Regions from separate parts of the Mus musculus genome. Here all the other regions are linked to region 4. The links are chromatin contacts, called in public HiChIP or PLAC-seq and promoter capture Hi-C maps. All regions are on one chromosome and are shown on one strand. The core of a region is the stretch at or near the end of the contact, and the rest is flanking DNA. Distances in the headings are between cores, read along the strand shown.

The links. Promoter capture Hi-C pulls out the DNA fragments that hold promoters and counts their contacts. HiChIP or PLAC-seq counts read pairs in DNA pulled down with a chosen protein or histone mark.
Region 1: an H3K27ac HiChIP or PLAC-seq map of extraembryonic endoderm stem cells shows a contact between it and region 4, with 7 times the contacts expected there. The contact joins the enhancer-like site here to the promoter of Tbx3os1 in region 4. A contact is called at or near these places in 2 of 39 promoter capture datasets (hippocampal neurons and liver), 4 of 115 datasets of contacts at active chromatin or transcription factors (astrocytes, embryonic stem cells, extraembryonic endoderm stem cells and 1 more) and 1 of 9 other capture datasets (adipose tissue).
Region 2: a contact with region 4 is called in an H3K4me3 HiChIP or PLAC-seq map of embryonic limb bud, with 8 times the contacts expected there. The contact joins the enhancer-like site here to the promoter of Tbx3os1 in region 4. A contact is called at or near these places in 5 of 39 promoter capture datasets (the 3T3-L1 cell line, embryonic stem cells, hippocampal neurons and 2 more) and 3 of 115 datasets of contacts at active chromatin or transcription factors (astrocytes, embryonic forebrain and embryonic limb bud).
Region 3: a contact with region 4 is called in a promoter capture Hi-C map of liver, with 3 times the contacts expected there. The contact joins the enhancer-like site here to the promoter of Tbx3os1 in region 4. A contact is called at or near these places in 6 of 39 promoter capture datasets (the 3T3-L1 cell line, 3T3-L1-derived adipocytes, the HPC-7 cell line and 2 more), 2 of 115 datasets of contacts at active chromatin or transcription factors (astrocytes and embryonic midbrain) and 1 of 9 other capture datasets (adipose tissue).

The regions. Positions count from the first base shown.
Region 1 is chr5:118,462,957-118,466,634 of GRCm38.p6, forward strand. Gm30746 (a long non-coding RNA gene) reads left to right here. Exons shown (of 3, transcript XR_387646.2): 3 at 11-128. Among named protein-coding and RNA genes, the nearest start is that of Gm30746, 2.7 kb to the left of the region's middle. Within about 2 kb of position 2,190, at least 261 of the 459 cell types and tissues checked have an H3K27ac peak or open chromatin away from gene starts, as enhancers often do. A contact at or near this core is called in adipose tissue and extraembryonic endoderm stem cells, where this site is marked.
Region 2 is chr5:118,536,948-118,540,467 of GRCm38.p6, forward strand. No RefSeq gene overlaps it. Among named protein-coding and RNA genes, the nearest start is that of Med13l, 22 kb to the right of the region's middle. Within about 2 kb of position 1,399, at least 6 of the 459 cell types and tissues checked have an H3K27ac peak or open chromatin away from gene starts, as enhancers often do. A contact at or near this core is called in embryonic limb bud, where this site is marked.
Region 3 is chr5:118,662,743-118,666,426 of GRCm38.p6, forward strand. All of the region lies in intron 2 of Med13l (mediator complex subunit 13-like), which reads left to right. Among named protein-coding and RNA genes, the nearest start is that of Med13l, 100 kb to the left of the region's middle. Within about 2 kb of position 1,374, at least 47 of the 459 cell types and tissues checked have an H3K27ac peak or open chromatin away from gene starts, as enhancers often do. A contact at or near this core is called in liver, where this site is marked.
Region 4 is chr5:119,670,157-119,673,803 of GRCm38.p6, forward strand. It overlaps Tbx3os1 (T-box 3, opposite strand 1), which reads right to left and starts at 1,352. Exons shown (of 4, transcript NR_166476.1): 1 at 1,095-1,352. Tbx3 (T-box 3) reads left to right here and starts at 1,077. Exons shown (of 8, transcript NM_011535.3): 1 at 1,077-2,248. The coding sequence starts at 1,860.

The sequences.
Region 1 (3,678 bases), core at 940-3,439, 1.2 Mb before region 4:
GCTCTCTCAGATTGGATACCCTGTGGGGACATGGGGACCAGATTAGGAGGAGGGACACGTCTGCGGCTGACTGTGTACAGATGTTAAACATCCGTAGTTTGGATTGAGACCTGGGTTCAAACTCTGCTTCCGCTCTCAGGCTTCCCGGTGCTCATCCAGGAAGAACCCATCTATCACCTGCATTTTTTGGCTGACTGAGAGGACATGGAGGGAACTTCCAGATGCCTGGTACACAGTAGGGCATCAATTCAATAAATGATGGTGACTTTCATGTGTAGAGATCGACTGTGCTCCTGAGAATCAGATGAGGCTCAAGCCACATACAAGGAAGCCAACTGGGCTACAGAGGAGCAGTAATCCTGGAGAGGGATTTCGGAAGTCAGAAAGCCCAACTCTCAAAGAAAGAAAGAAAGAAAGAAAGGGGGGGAAGAAGGAGGGAAGGGGGAAGGAAGAAGGGAAGAGTCAAGTAGGGCCATTGGAAGCAAATGTCCCTCTGTCTGGGATTGGAAGGTCTAGGCTGGGCTGGTGGCACACACCTTTAATGTCCCCAGCACTCAGGAGGCAGAAGTAGGAGGGTCTCTGTGAGTTGGAAGCCATCCTGTCGACCTAGTGACTTCTATGTCGGGGGTTCTATGCAGAGAGTCCCTGTCTTCGAAAGAAAGAGAGGGGTGTGAGACAGAGTGTCGTGGGATTCTAGTTTAACTTACTCTGGGAAGCGACAGAAACTTTAGGGGGTGGGGCCTGGTTGGAGGAAGTGGGTCACTGGCAGCTTTGTCCTCCTAGGTCCTTTCTGCTTCTTGGCTTCTATGAGCCAAATGACTCTACCTCAGTCGGTTTGTTATAGTGACACAAAGCTCCCTTCTTTCATGACTCTTCCCCACAAGATGAACTCCCTGGTGAGCTAACCAGGGAGCTAGCATCTTGCCTTCACTGTATGTATGTATCTTGCCTTCTCCTTCCTCCCCAGGGTTTGATTTTTCCCATCTGTAAAATAGGATCGTCTTTTGGTAGAGTGTATGTTTCTGGTGGCTGCTTTGACAAATGGCCCCTGCAGTCCTCGGGGAGGGGGGCTTCATTTACCTTTCCTGGAATCGGAGTGCTGCCTCAGAGTGTCTGTGAAATCCCTGCCTTCGGTTAAGGACACCTTACTTGGATGGAAATTTGGAACTGAATTCAGTGTGATCTCTTCTTCCCTTTCACCTTTATTGACAAATAAGATGAAGGTCTCCAGCCATAGAAGCAAGCCCAGCCTCAGCCCCACACATGGTCCCAGCTTCTCCCTTTGACCCGCTTGGGGGACCCTCGTCTCCTGTGCAATGGGAAAGAGCTGGTCCTGAGAGCGGAGTGCTTGGCTTGGCAGCCACTTCCTCCACACAGCTAGTCATTTTCTTCTCTGTCTGGTTGCTGAGCCTGCATGCGGCAGGGTTGGATATGAAGGTCAGGCTCTCTCTCCACTTTTCCCAATCGAACTTTCCACAGAAGTCAACTTTCCCAAGGATGCTGGGTGCCCAGCTATTATTAGTTCAGATTCAGCACTGACAGCACGGGGAACCAGACAGAAAAGCAAGCTGCATGCTGGTTGAAGCTGGTGCAGGCTCAGCTCACCTGGGCGTGCACTGGCCCCAGGCTAGTCTAAAAGGGCAGAAAGTCTAGGACTCAGAGCTTTGCACTGGAAGATGATTCTGGGGTGTATGCACCCCATCCTTCTGCAAACCTCTTGGATAAGCATTAACACATGCCAGGCTGGTCAGGGTACTCTGTTCCTGTCTCACCTCATCCCTATAGCCACTTTGCAAGGCTACTGTCCTGGTCCATGCGTCAGGCCCCATTCCCTAGCCTGGCAAGGTGGTTTATGCTTATAATGCCAACACTCAGGAGGCAGAGCCAGGAGAATTGGTGAGTTTAAAAGGCCAGCCTGGGCTGTTCGTAGCAAGGCATCCCTGGAGTTCTTGACCCTGAATCTAGATAGGGTGGGGGTAGCTCTTCCATCCGTCCCTGTTTGGAAGGTGGGGTTAGAAGTGGGAGGGATTTTCTAGGAGGAAAGGGCGGGGCTTTAAGGGACCCTCCTTCTTCTGGTCCTCCTGCTACAAAATAGAAAGCAGGAAGGAGTTTTAGGGTGTGAACCCATGTTCCGGGTGTCTGTGTACACACATTGAGTTAATGTGCAGGGTGCGCTTCTGCGCGTGAGAGGACGTGTGTGACTGTGCAGGGTTCAGGGAAGTGGTGGCTGTGTGTGTATGTGAGAAAGAGTGAGCAAAGGTGGGTGTGCCGTGGAGGGAGGTTTGGGGGGTGAGAGAGAGAGAGAGGGTGTCGGGAATGAGCGAGTGTGGGGTGTGTAGGGGTTTGTGATGTGCGTGTGTATGTGGGGGAGGGTGAGTAAGTCTGGTATGAGTGTGTGTGAGGGGGTGGAGAGAGGGAGGGGTGAATGAGTGTGGGGTGTGTCAGGGTGTGACGTGTGAGAGAGGTTTGTGTGTAGCGATGAGTGTGTGTGTGTGTGTGTGTGTTTGTGGTTTTTGGAGGGGCAGGGCTAGAGGCCAACACTCCTGGAGCTGAGCCTGGAGGGTCGAGCCCAAACATCCCCCTCTTGTCCCTCCTCCCCTCCACCCTATCCTCCTCCCTTGGCCCCCTGGATTCCCAGAGGATTCCGTTAACAGCTGGAACAAATGAAAGGGGGAAAGCTGGGCGGGGCCAAGCGGGGTCAGAGGGGCTGTGCGGGCGCTGGGCTCTGCCTTCCCGGGTTCCTGGATGCTAAGGATTACAGCCTGGGCTGCCGCTATTTAATCAGCTGGTAGCAATTTAACCATTACACCCCAGTGAGAGAATCTAAGACATTTCCTAAAGCCCGGGAAGGAGAGGACTCAGAAGGGTGGAATGCGGGGCTCGGGGGGTGGGGGTGGAGTGGGGGTACGACCGTCGGGACACAGTACAGCTTTATTAAAGAGGGAAAAAAAAACAGAAAGGGGCTAATTCCGTCTTATGCAGTAAAGATGGGGCAGGGTGAGAGCCCCAACGTGGGGTGTTGGGGACCTTAATGGGCCAGTGAGGGAGCCTATAGAGCCACCTAGATGTGGGGATTTGGGGCGGGGGGGGGGATTTTGTCTCCTGCATCAAGGGGGTGGTCCGGAGTCGGAGAGGGAAGCCTGCTTTGTGTAATCCCTGACACAGCCTCCCTGAAGTGGGGCCCAGCAGAGCAGCTAAGCAAGGGACCCCCTCATTGTGGGCTACTGGCTGATAAGTGAGTGTTTAGAAAACAAGCCCGCGGCTGTACTCTGTAAGAAGTGGCTTCCTCCGCCTCTTTTCTGCTTCAGGTGCTCCTTAGCCCTGCCACCAGCTGCTGCCTTGGAGCTCCCAAGAAGGCAGCAACAGTGGGAGAGCCTTGTAGAAGACCAGCCCAGGAGACAAAAGCAAGGGTGGTTTTTGAGGTATCGACAAAGCACTTCCCTTAAAAGTCTGGCGTTCTAGGCTGGCACTCCAGGCTGTCCTAGGCTTGCTGATGTTCCTGGAGCAAGTTGCTAAGTGTCTCTGAACTTAGGTTCTTTGTCTGGCTCACTTGGGTTGGTGAACTTTTTCTGCTCAGGGCCAAATAGTAAATAAGCTTGTGAGTCACAGTCCCCACGGCAACCATTCAACTTTGTCCCAGAAACAGGAACTATAGATAAATGAATAGGCATTGCTCTG
Region 2 (3,520 bases), core at 149-2,648, 1.1 Mb before region 4:
AACCAGGCTTCATAGATGCTACAAGGACCAGAGGAAGCTAGAGGTGAAAATCGTAGCCAAGAAGGTGGCTAAGGCAGTGGATTAGAAATGGGTTTGTTCCACTGATCTAGGAGACTGAGCTTGGAGGGCTGGGGTTGCAACTAAGGGGCGAGACATTTGCTTAGCAGGATGGGGCTCCCATTAATCCATCCACATTCACATTTATTAAATCTTCATGTCCATTCATCTCTCTTGATTGCATATCTATCCACTCACCTACATATATATATTGTGTGTATATATATGTGTAGAAAAAGGAGATATATGTGTGTGTATATATATCCGTTCTCCATAGCTCAAGATAGCCTTGAATTCAGTAGGTAGCCCAGGCTAGCTTAGAATTTGAGGCACTAGTCCCTGCCTCAATGTTGGTTCACACCCACAGCCTCTCCTGAAGTGGCAAGATGTCATCAGTTCATTTATTCACGTTCCCTTCCTTTTCCCTTGATCATCTTAACTTGTCTTTTGGTGCCAGCGGTGTTGGGAGCTGTTTCTGACTTCTTCTGGCTACACAGACTACCTTCACAGACAGTAGGGCTGTGCCCTGAGAACTTACTGCTTCCAAGCACAGTGAGAAGAAACCGGAAAGTGCTTGGTGCAGTCTGCTGCCTTTGAGGGGGAAGAAGTTGTCTCCTGCAGTTCGAGACCTCCGATCTTCCTGCTTCAGCAAAGCCTCCTTCATTCATAAGGGTTGCTGGGAGCAGGCAGATCTGTCTGGGGGGTGGAAGAGCTGTCTTCCTCAACTGTGCTCCACCTTATTTTTTGAGACAGAGTCTCTCGCTGCAATATCAGTTCAGCTGGCCCAGCAGGACAGCAAGCTCCTGGAACCCTCTCGTGTCTACTTTCCTAGCCCTGATTGTTTACAGTTGGAGAGACTGAACTGAAATTCTCATGCTTGCATAGGAAACAATTTTACTATCTCCCCAGCCTCCCAGGAGGAACCCCACCCCCACCCATCCCCACTTCTTCCTTCCTTCCTTCCTTCCTTCCTTCCTTCCTTCCTCCCACTTCCCTACCTTCCTTCTTTCCGTCCGTCCCCCCCCCCCCCCCCCACACACACACAGTGTCTCATGCGATCCAGGCTGACCTCTGGCCTCTAGCTCGCTCTGCAGCTGAAGATGTCCCTGAACCCCTCATCTTAAGTGTTTCTCCTGTTTCAGTTTCCCAGGTGCTGGGGCAAACTTTTCTTTCTCCCAAGGACAGAGGAGAATTTAGCAGCGAAAGGGCTTCTGGGTAACAATGTTTCCCCTTCGATCAAGTCAGCATTGAATTGTGGTTTTTTGGGTTGGGCAAGGGTTGATTTAGAAAAGGGAGATGGTGAGTGATTTAAGACAACTTCTTAGATGAGATTGCACCTAAGCCCTGCCCTGAGCAACCTTCTAGCATGGCTGCTCTCTGGTCAACTTGCCTTCTTGGGTAATCCCACGGTAAAGTGCAGTTTAACCAGGTCGAATTGTAACAAATTCCGTTATTAGCAGAGTTCAGATTAATGAGATTTTCCTTCGCTTGAGTTTCAAGAGGCTAAAAGCCATTTAGTAACTCGATACCTTGTGTGCCTTTCATTATTAGAGGGGGAAAAAAAAAAAAAAACCAGCTCGGGCTTTGGTTAGCATAGGAAATTGAAAAGGCCCAAGGCCTCTGTTCCAGGTTGGGTCCAAGTTTTATGTCAGGCGAGTCACTTAAGCTTTGATGATTTTTTAATTTAAAAAATCCCCTCTCCAGTGCTTGAAAGAAAAAACCTTCTGTTAGAACATGGTGAACACATGAAAGAGAAATGACCGGCTGGGTCAGGGGGAAGCCAAGGGACAGCCACCAACCAGTCCCTTGTCTGAGTTCTATGCAAAGGAAGAGAGGAGGTGGGGGGAGGGAGGAGGGATAGAGGCAGGAGGGGAGGAGGGAGAAAAGGAGGGAGAAGAGGAGAAGGAGGAGCAGAGGAGGAAGCAGAGAAGAGGGGAGGAGGGAGGAGAGAAAAGTAAATAAAACCTTTTAAACTTTGTAATATTTCTCTCTGAACCACAGTCTCAAAAGTTTTTCCTTGTGTTCTCTGTCTGGCAACCTTTTAAATTAAGTTGGATTTGTCCCAAGGACCAAATAGCAAAATTAATTCATGAACCCGGGCTTCCAGAAGGGGCTCTTTCCCTCCTTCCATTTTGTTTAGTCATTTTTATAGCCCTTTCCTTCTTCGGAGTAATTTGGATTTGATTGCTTTTTTGTGAAATTCTAATGTCAAGACTCCGTCTAATTTCTGTTTTATGAAGAAAACTGGAAACTATACAAAGGAATGAATTGAGACTTGGAGTCAAATAAAATCTGTAATGCGATAACTCCATCAACTCTGCCTGGAAAGATCGCGTATTTCAATTAGATCCCCAAGACATGTTCTTACATAAACTGACAGCCTCTGATTGACAGCCCTCATCTTCCCGGAAAACACAATCACAGAGGACAAGGTACTGAGCCAGGTTCCTCGAGGCTGCCGAGGTACATAGGGTGTGCTTCTGGCCTCCTTGAGTTCATCCTAGCCACACAGCCTTGCTCCTGCCCATCATAAGAATTACAAACACATTAAAAACTCCCACCTCCCAAAAAGTATTTCAAATTTAAAGTAATAATAATAACTTAGCATTTAAACCGTACTTTCCATCTTCAAAGTACCCTATAAACATCGTTTCCAATTCTCTAGGCACGCGGTGGTCTTTGATGTAGAGAGGAGCGTTGTGCACAGTGGGGGAGATAAGCCTGTATCCAGAAGAACTGGGTCCAATTAGCTAATTGTAACACTTTCATTTCACCTTCCACCCCCAATTCAGCTTCAGTTTTTCTCCCCACTACCGTTTGTTCTCATTTAGAGTCCTCATAGGGTCACCTACCCCAGCCCATTGCTGTTAATGAAGCTAATCCCACCCAAGCTGGTCCCCGAGGTGCGGGTGCTGCCTTCCACCCCAACCCACCATGAAAGAATTATAGAAATTCAAGGCATTATCATTGCATCCACTTTATTCTCACCATTTGCCTTTCTAGTTGTCCAATGGCATGAGAGGTCCAGTTATTTATGAGATTTCTCAGACTTTTATTGGTCCTTATGCAAAGAACTTGGTGATCCCTTGAAGGTAGGTCTCTGTAATCATCTCTGAAGATTGGATCTGTTCTTGAAGACCAAGGAAGCTCTGGTTCACTTAACTTGAGAACCCTAATATATTAGAGTTGACATTGATCCCCATGGATAATGCCCAATGGCTGGGGTTGTGGCTCAGTGGGTGGGGTGCTCAACTTGCATAACTCAAAGTCCTGTGTGCCAAGCCGGGCAGTGGTGGCGCACACACCTTTAATCTCAGCACTTGGGAGGCAGAGGCAGGTTGATTTCTGAGTTCGAGGCCAGCCTGGTCTACAGAGTGAGTACCAGGACAGCCAGGGCTACATAGTGAAACCCTGTCTTGAAAAAGAAAAAAAAAAGTCCTGGGTTCCATCTCCAGCACAACAC
Region 3 (3,684 bases), core at 124-2,623, 1.0 Mb before region 4:
AGATATGGATGTGATTGTTGCCTTGGATAACCAGCATTGCCCATGATCCCAGCATCTCTTATTTCTTGTGGAGAAAGCACTGCTATGGTGCTTAGTGGGGCTGAGCTTTGGTAAGGACCTTGAGGTAAATGTCCTCCCTGTCCTGTTTATGCGAGGGGCGTCGGGCAGATGGAAGAATATCACTTGAGGGCAGCCTGTGTCTTTCAGTTTCATCTCGTCACCTTTTTAAAGTGGGTCTACTAAAGGGGAGGGGGTCATAACCTATCTCATTATGGCTCTGCCCACAGTATAAACTGTCCAGTTAGAATGTCCTCGGATACAAAATAAACCTTCTAAACATTGTCTTTCAAATTAAAGTTATAATCAGTTCATACACATCTAAATTATGCTTGATTAAAAATCACAAATTCAGTTTTAAAAATTGTTGAATCACAGTTTGATGTAAATGAATGAGTTTGAGATGTTTGAGGAGAGCTGTTACACTGATGCTGATGGACAGGGAGAAAATCAGGTCAGCTGCTGAGGTCCTTGGGCAGTGATTCTGCAATGTTTACCTGAAGGGTTTCTCCCCCCTCCCCTCCCCTCCCCTCCCCTCCTCCCTCCCTCCCTCCCTCCCTCCTTTCTTTCTTTCTTTCTTTCTTTCTTTCTTTCTTTCTTTCTTTCTTGTCTCTTTACCCCTGCCTTTCCAAAAAAGTAAAGTTTTCTGAGCTTTTATAGGTGTGGCTGTAGCTGATCCTGTGGAATATGGAAGAAGAAATCTCATCAGCCACCTGTACTGATGTGCTACAATTTAATTTTACCAACCATGATTGGTGGGACATTATGAAGTGATAGTGACAAAGTGTCCTTCCTTGTTGATAGTGAATGGTACCTGTGGAGTTGGACCTAGAGTAAGTGCTGTGTTGTGAAGGTGAACCATCAGCGACATTGCTTAGAAATGCGCCTTCCTGGGGTGGGCTCTCATAACTTAAAGCTGGCTGTTTTAACACCGTAAACTTGAGGAGATTCACTTCATGGGGAGTAGCTCTGTGGTGGAGCGTGTGTTGAACTCTACACGGCCCAGCTCATGGACACACACATCTCTGCATATGGGCTGAGTAACATGGGATTGAGTGTTTTCTGGGCTGTAATTTTTTTTCTTAGTGGAAGATTTTGTGTCTGTGCAGGCTGACTTGTCCCCTCTGCAATGGCGAGAAGACAGGTGAGAGACAGACATTGTTCTTAACTGTTGTTGTGGCTGATCAAAGGGAGGGAAGGTGAAAGGGCTTCACCTGGGTTCAAGGGGCCCAGGTTAGGCAAGCATGGCTGGCAGAGGATGTGAAGCTGGAGGCAGAAGGCTGGTGTAGTGCAGTAGAAGTAGAAGTCAAATGTGGCCCCAGGGGCAGGTACACTTAGGATGGCCTGCCAGCAGCAGTAGTGCTTTCTGCCATCCCCCAGGGTAAGTAAGCTTCCAAGTGATTGAGCAAGCGAGCTGTGGACAAGGCGTGGTTTACTGTGAGCGTGGTTTACTGTGGGCGAGTACTTACGAGCTCAGAGTGCTCACAGCTGTGCTTCTTCTGTGGCTGATGTTCAGTCCAGTCATCGTGGCAGCACTGTGGTTGCAAGAGGGATTCTTCTGTGTTTCTGTTCTTTTTGAAGCACAGTTGATTAAAGTTTAAAAATTTTCGTATGTAATATGCAGAAAATTGTATGCAAAATAAATGAATTATTCAGCAACCTGACCTGTTCCCTAATATTATAGGAAATTCAAAAAGTTTGCTGATTGGTTCAGATTAAATAGCACTAATGAAGTACTTCTTGATTGGTGTGCTGTCTAATAACGTAGCTAGCTTTTAAATCGTGGAGTGAAGAATTAGTATCATACATCAGTTGACAGAAAATTTCATCATGTGATTAGCAAGGTAATATAAGCTAAATAGTTGGCAAATACATTTTTTTTCTTCATGAAGAAGCTTTTAAATGATGCATAGATTCAAAGCTAGCCCTCCAAATGCCAATTGAACTGCAGTACTGGTTTGTGTTCCGGGTTGTATGAGACTGTTGAGGACTAGTCCTGAATTTCTGTCCTAGAGGCTGACACCACAGTGCACCTTGACAGGTCAGTGGGGCCAGAGCTGGAAAGACCTTGGAGAGCACCGCTGGAGCCAGCAGCTCCTTCCTAGCTTTCTGCTTTTCTGGGCCTGGCTACTCCCATGCTTTCTCCAGTGCATCATCTGTGGGTGCCTTGTTAAGGCTGTGCAACTTTAATTTTTTTCCAAAACATATTTTTAATGATGGTTCTTAAACACTTTAATCTCCCTTGTAGCCGACCACCCACTAGAAGTAGTGGAAAAGAAAGGATACAGGGTAAGTGGACCTGTTAAGAAAGGTTTTTTGGAGCCACTCCCATCTGTGTTGTCTGGAAATTTGCAGTTAAGTTTGCAGGTCAGCAGCGGCAGCAGCTGGATCCACTCCCAAACACTTCACAGATGCACCAACAGTCCAGTTCCGTAGTCGAGATAGCAGGCAGTGGCACTGCCGAGCAGAGACAGGCAGGCCTCAGCCTCAGTGCTAGTCAGCAGGAGGGACCATGAGTTCTCAGTGATGCCTCAGAGAAACGAAGATCAGCAAAGATGTGAGACCCACAGGCGTTGCACAGCTAGCTAGCTACCTACCTGTATAAGTGCGCTAAGCTGCTTTTTCATCACTGTCTATTGAGTCGAGTCCTATTTATCCCTGCCTTGGGTCTTGCCTCAGCATGTGCGTTTGTCTCAGCTGACATCACTCTGCCAATTGGCTGGAGTCTGCAGAAGTGGCAAGAAACTGCAGCACACTACCAGAAGTTTTTTGGTGAGTTTCTCTCTACGGAGTCCTGACAAATGCAGCATTGTAAGGTGGACCAATAGATGTGCGTTGTATTGAACCTAAAGTATTTTGTTCAGATAATAGAAAATAAACTAACTCCATGGAGAAGTTACACATTCCTCTCCTTGAAGGTAAAGAGTAATTTGATTTTGCTAAGAGATTTAGCAGAATTGATTGTAGCCAATTGCAAGTTTGAAAGATTGGAAGCCCAATAGCAGTATTTAGGTTGTTAGAGTACATTTAAACCAAAAATTGTGTGTGTGTGTGTGTGTGTGTGTGTGTACATGTGTACGCATACATATAGTGGCATCGTATTTTCACTGTTCATGTGTGTGAATTCCTTTTCGCTTTGTAGCACATTTGTAATGTAAAGTACAGTAATGCTATGGAAAGCCTAAAAAGTAATTGTTTTTTAAAACGCTAATTATATACAATATTAGCTTCAAACTGTCCCTTCTGCTAATTTGCCTGCACTCACTCCACATCTAGCACCTGGTTTCCTGTTATGTACCAACGTCTGCACAAACTCTGGCTGGCAGGCAGCACACTGCTTGCTCCCACAAAGGGTGCAGCCCCTGGGTGTGGAAGGACTGTCCACTTCTGGAAGTAGCAGGATGGCTGTGCTTGCTCTCAAGGCCTCTGTCCTCACAGCGGGGACCAGTGCTTCTGATTGCACGCTGGGCCAAGTGATGAGTGGATATAATTGTTCTGCAGTCTGGGGTTTCTTCAAAGGAGTATTTTTAAAATCCACATTAGGAAAAAAAGCTTGGAACAATGTTTATGTAAATGAAGACAAACTGTTTGCCAGGTGAGAGAGGTGCAGTAGAAGTGTGGTAAAGG
Region 4 (3,647 bases), core at 102-2,601:
CGCGTGGGGGCTCGGTCTCAGTATGTCGGCGCGCGTTCGGGCCCAGAATCCCAAGGGGCATTTGGGTCTCTGCACGTGGCTGCGGGTGGGGAGCAGGCAGCGGGCAGAAAGATTGGTGGGATCCCCTGCGCTAGTGGCTCGGGAATCCGAAGCACCCGGGCGCAGGAGCTAGAGGATCTGACTCAGAGGTGGCTGGGCGGTTCCATGTGGGGCTCCCTTCAGAGCTACGCGAGCCTGGAGCTTTTGTTAAGGCTTATTGGCCGAAAGAGAGGTTCGGCGGCCAGCTCGGCTAGCCCGGGGCCCGGGAAAGGGAAGAAGCTGCAGATCCGCACAAGAGAAGCGGCCGCGGGCTTGAACTGTAGCGCTCGGAGCGCGCGAGAGGCGAGCGCCCCTGCCCGGCGCCTCGGAAGCCGGGCAAGCTGCCTGGCTCCCGCCCTCGCTCCCTCCCCCTTCCTCCCTGGCCCAGCCTCCTCCCCGGATCCCCCGGCTTGGATGGCTGAGGCCTTTCAGACGTAGGCTGAGCTGAGGAGCCGCGGCGAGCTCTCAGGCTGCTGCGAACTCTCTTCTGGATCAGCCACCTAGAGGCGACTTTGGTGAGCGCGCGGCGCCCTGGTGGCTCCCCGCCCTCCCCTCTGATCATGTTGACATAAACGCAGGACAGGCCGTAGTACCGCGCGGCGCAGCGACGTTCCAGTTTCCGACACCTTCTTTTTATAACTCGGCTCTATTCCCCCAGCACTCGACCTGTGAAAACCACGCCTATGCAGCCACACAATTGGTCCGAAAGCGTCAAAGAGCCAATCAACAAGCCTCGGGCTCCCGCAGCCCACAGCGCTGCCGGACCGTCCAGAGCCGCCGAGCAGACGCCCGGGGAATTCTAGAGGCGGAGGAGGGTGGCGAGGTGCTCGCTCGCTCTCTTTCTCTCTTTCTCTCCCTCCCTCTACTTGCCTACTCCAGCTCCCAATCACTCCGTTCTCTTCCTTCTTTCCTATTTTTTTTTTTTTGCACCCGTCTTCTTGATCCTCCCTCGCCCTGCGTGCCCGGACGCTGATTTTTTTTTAATTTATTATTTTTAGGAAAGCGATTTCGCTCACGTTTTTTTAGCACAAGGAAGACAGCCGGCTCCCCGAGGCAGAAGATCGCAGGCACCATTCGCTCGCCACCCAGACTCTGCGCGCAGCCCGGAGCCAGAGAGGAGGATCGCGAACCGAAGCCAGCTTCGCAGTTCTAGTTTTGAAAGCGCCGCTGGAAAGGGGCTTAAATCGCTTTTTTTTTTTTTTTTTTTTTAAAGGAGAGACTTTTCCTCCCCCCCTTGATCTCGCTGCCTGTGAAAGCCAGAGTCTAGCTCAACTAAGACGCCTCCTGCGAGAAAGCCAGAGAAGAGCTAGGGGGCGGGGGAAGGAGTCGAAAAAAAGGTTAAAAAAAAAAGTCTCCGAGAACCTTGCGCTTTGGCAACAAAGAGCGTGGGAGCCGGGGAGCCACCCCGGGAAAGGGCTGCAGTGTCTATTTCCAGCTAAGCCACAGGGCTTGGGCGCCAGTCGAGCCCCTGCTTGCTGCTTGCCCTACTGAAACCGACTTCCAGGAGCGGCTTTTCCAACACACTCCACGCACCAGGACAGCCCCTGCAGCGGCTATGTCTCCAGATCTGCTGCCGCTTTGTCCTCTTTAAAAGCGGCGTTCTCTTCCCCCCAAAGACACTTTCCCCCTCCCTTTCAAACGCTTTATTTGTAATTTGCCCTCTTTTTTATTTTAAACAAAACTATGCGTCGCTGTTGAATTTTTTAATTATTATTTTTGAAAAGCAACAACAAAAGCGGAGCCAAGCCAGCAGCTGCGGACTGGTTCCCTGTCTGGAGTGGATGAGCCTCTCCATGAGAGATCCGGTTATCCCTGGGACAAGCATGGCCTATCATCCCTTCCTACCTCACCGGGCGCCGGACTTCGCCATGAGCGCGGTACTGGGCCACCAGCCGCCTTTCTTCCCCGCGCTAACGCTGCCTCCCAACGGCGCCGCGGCGCTCTCGCTCCCCGGAGCTCTGGCCAAGCCCATCATGGATCAGTTAGTGGGGGCTGCTGAGACCGGCATCCCTTTCTCATCCCTGGGACCCCAGGCACATCTGAGGCCTCTGAAGACCATGGAACCCGAAGAAGACGTAGAAGATGACCCTAAGGTGCACCTGGAGGCCAAGGAACTTTGGGACCAGTTTCACAAGCGGGGTACAGAGATGGTCATCACGAAGTCAGGAAGGTAAGTAAGTAATCAGTGGGGGACCCCTCCCCCCAAACCATCTGAAAAATTTCACATCTCTTTTGTCTGACTCTTAAAACAGTAGATTCTGGCTGACTGTTGACGTTTGAAACGAAAACTTCCTGTCCCCCCAAATATGCGGAGACTCCAGGGCCCTGCCTTAAGGGTCAGGAAGTTTCAGCCTACCCGGGCCCTCAGTATGGTTCCTAGGGACTCGTATCCGGGGTTCCTTACAAAATACAGGGTGTTTTCCATTGAAGGAGACCGCGCACTCGGCTTCTGCAGCATTCGAGAAAATCACCTTGTTGCAGGAAGCCCGTTTGTGAAGCCATTCTGAAATATTCTTTACGTTTAGTTCTTTCTGTTGGATTTTATTTCCCAGGACAGACCTTAAAGCCCCTCTTAGACAGCAGTGGGAGACCCGGGAGGATTCCGCAGGCCCTTTCTACTCTTCAGCCTTGTCCCTGGGGCTGAAGGGGACCTAAGCCTGATGGTGTGAGACAGAGAAATCAGTGGAAGAGGGGAGGACCTTCGGGTTTCTTTCCCGTTGCCATCTCCGGAGTCTGCAAGCCCAGGGAAACCGTAGCAGGCAATTTTTACAATTAAGGTTATGTGTGTAGACCCAAGGAACCCATGAGACTATGCACCTTGTATTTGAATATTGTTACCACTTTACGTAATGTTTAGTGCCCTTGCCTGACCGAAATAAGTCTATTAAGGACCCCAATGACTAGTGTTTAAAACCACCGATTTAAGAAAAACAAAAACAAAAACAAAACCAGAGGTAGGTAGCATTGAGGTTTATCAAGATACCAGTTGGAAGGGCACGAAAATAAAACCCCACTTTCGGTCTCCTTCCAAGCTACTTGAGGCCAAAGTTTGGCACGGGATCGTTTTCCAAGCCACAAGACATTTAGTCGGGTTTTCATAACCGGGCACTTCCTTTTAAGTCAAAAGTACAGAAAGCCAGCACTTCTGTGAAATTAAACAGCAGTGGCCTACAGAGTAGAGGAATGTGGTTTATAGCTTAAATCACGGATGGGTTACCAGGCCCGGACGCTAGCCTGTCTTAAACCTCGGCTCTGAGAGCTCACTCTAACAGGCACACAGTTCGCCAGCCTCAGTCCATAAGTGAGCATTTATTTCCTCGATAAGTTTTAATGTTTTCTCATCAGCCAGCTGGTGGAAAATCCGCACCTTTATTAACCCTGGGTTCTTAGAACCCTGCTTCCAGTTGTTTCAAACTAAATACATTCAGGAAAGAAGAAGAAGAAAAAAAAAACTTTAAGAATCCATCCCTCTTTATAAGAGGGCAATCTAAACAGCCACATAGACAAACATGTTTGTTTGTTTTTAAGAAATAGTAGATTCTCTTAGAGGAGGTTGCTGTAATTGATTT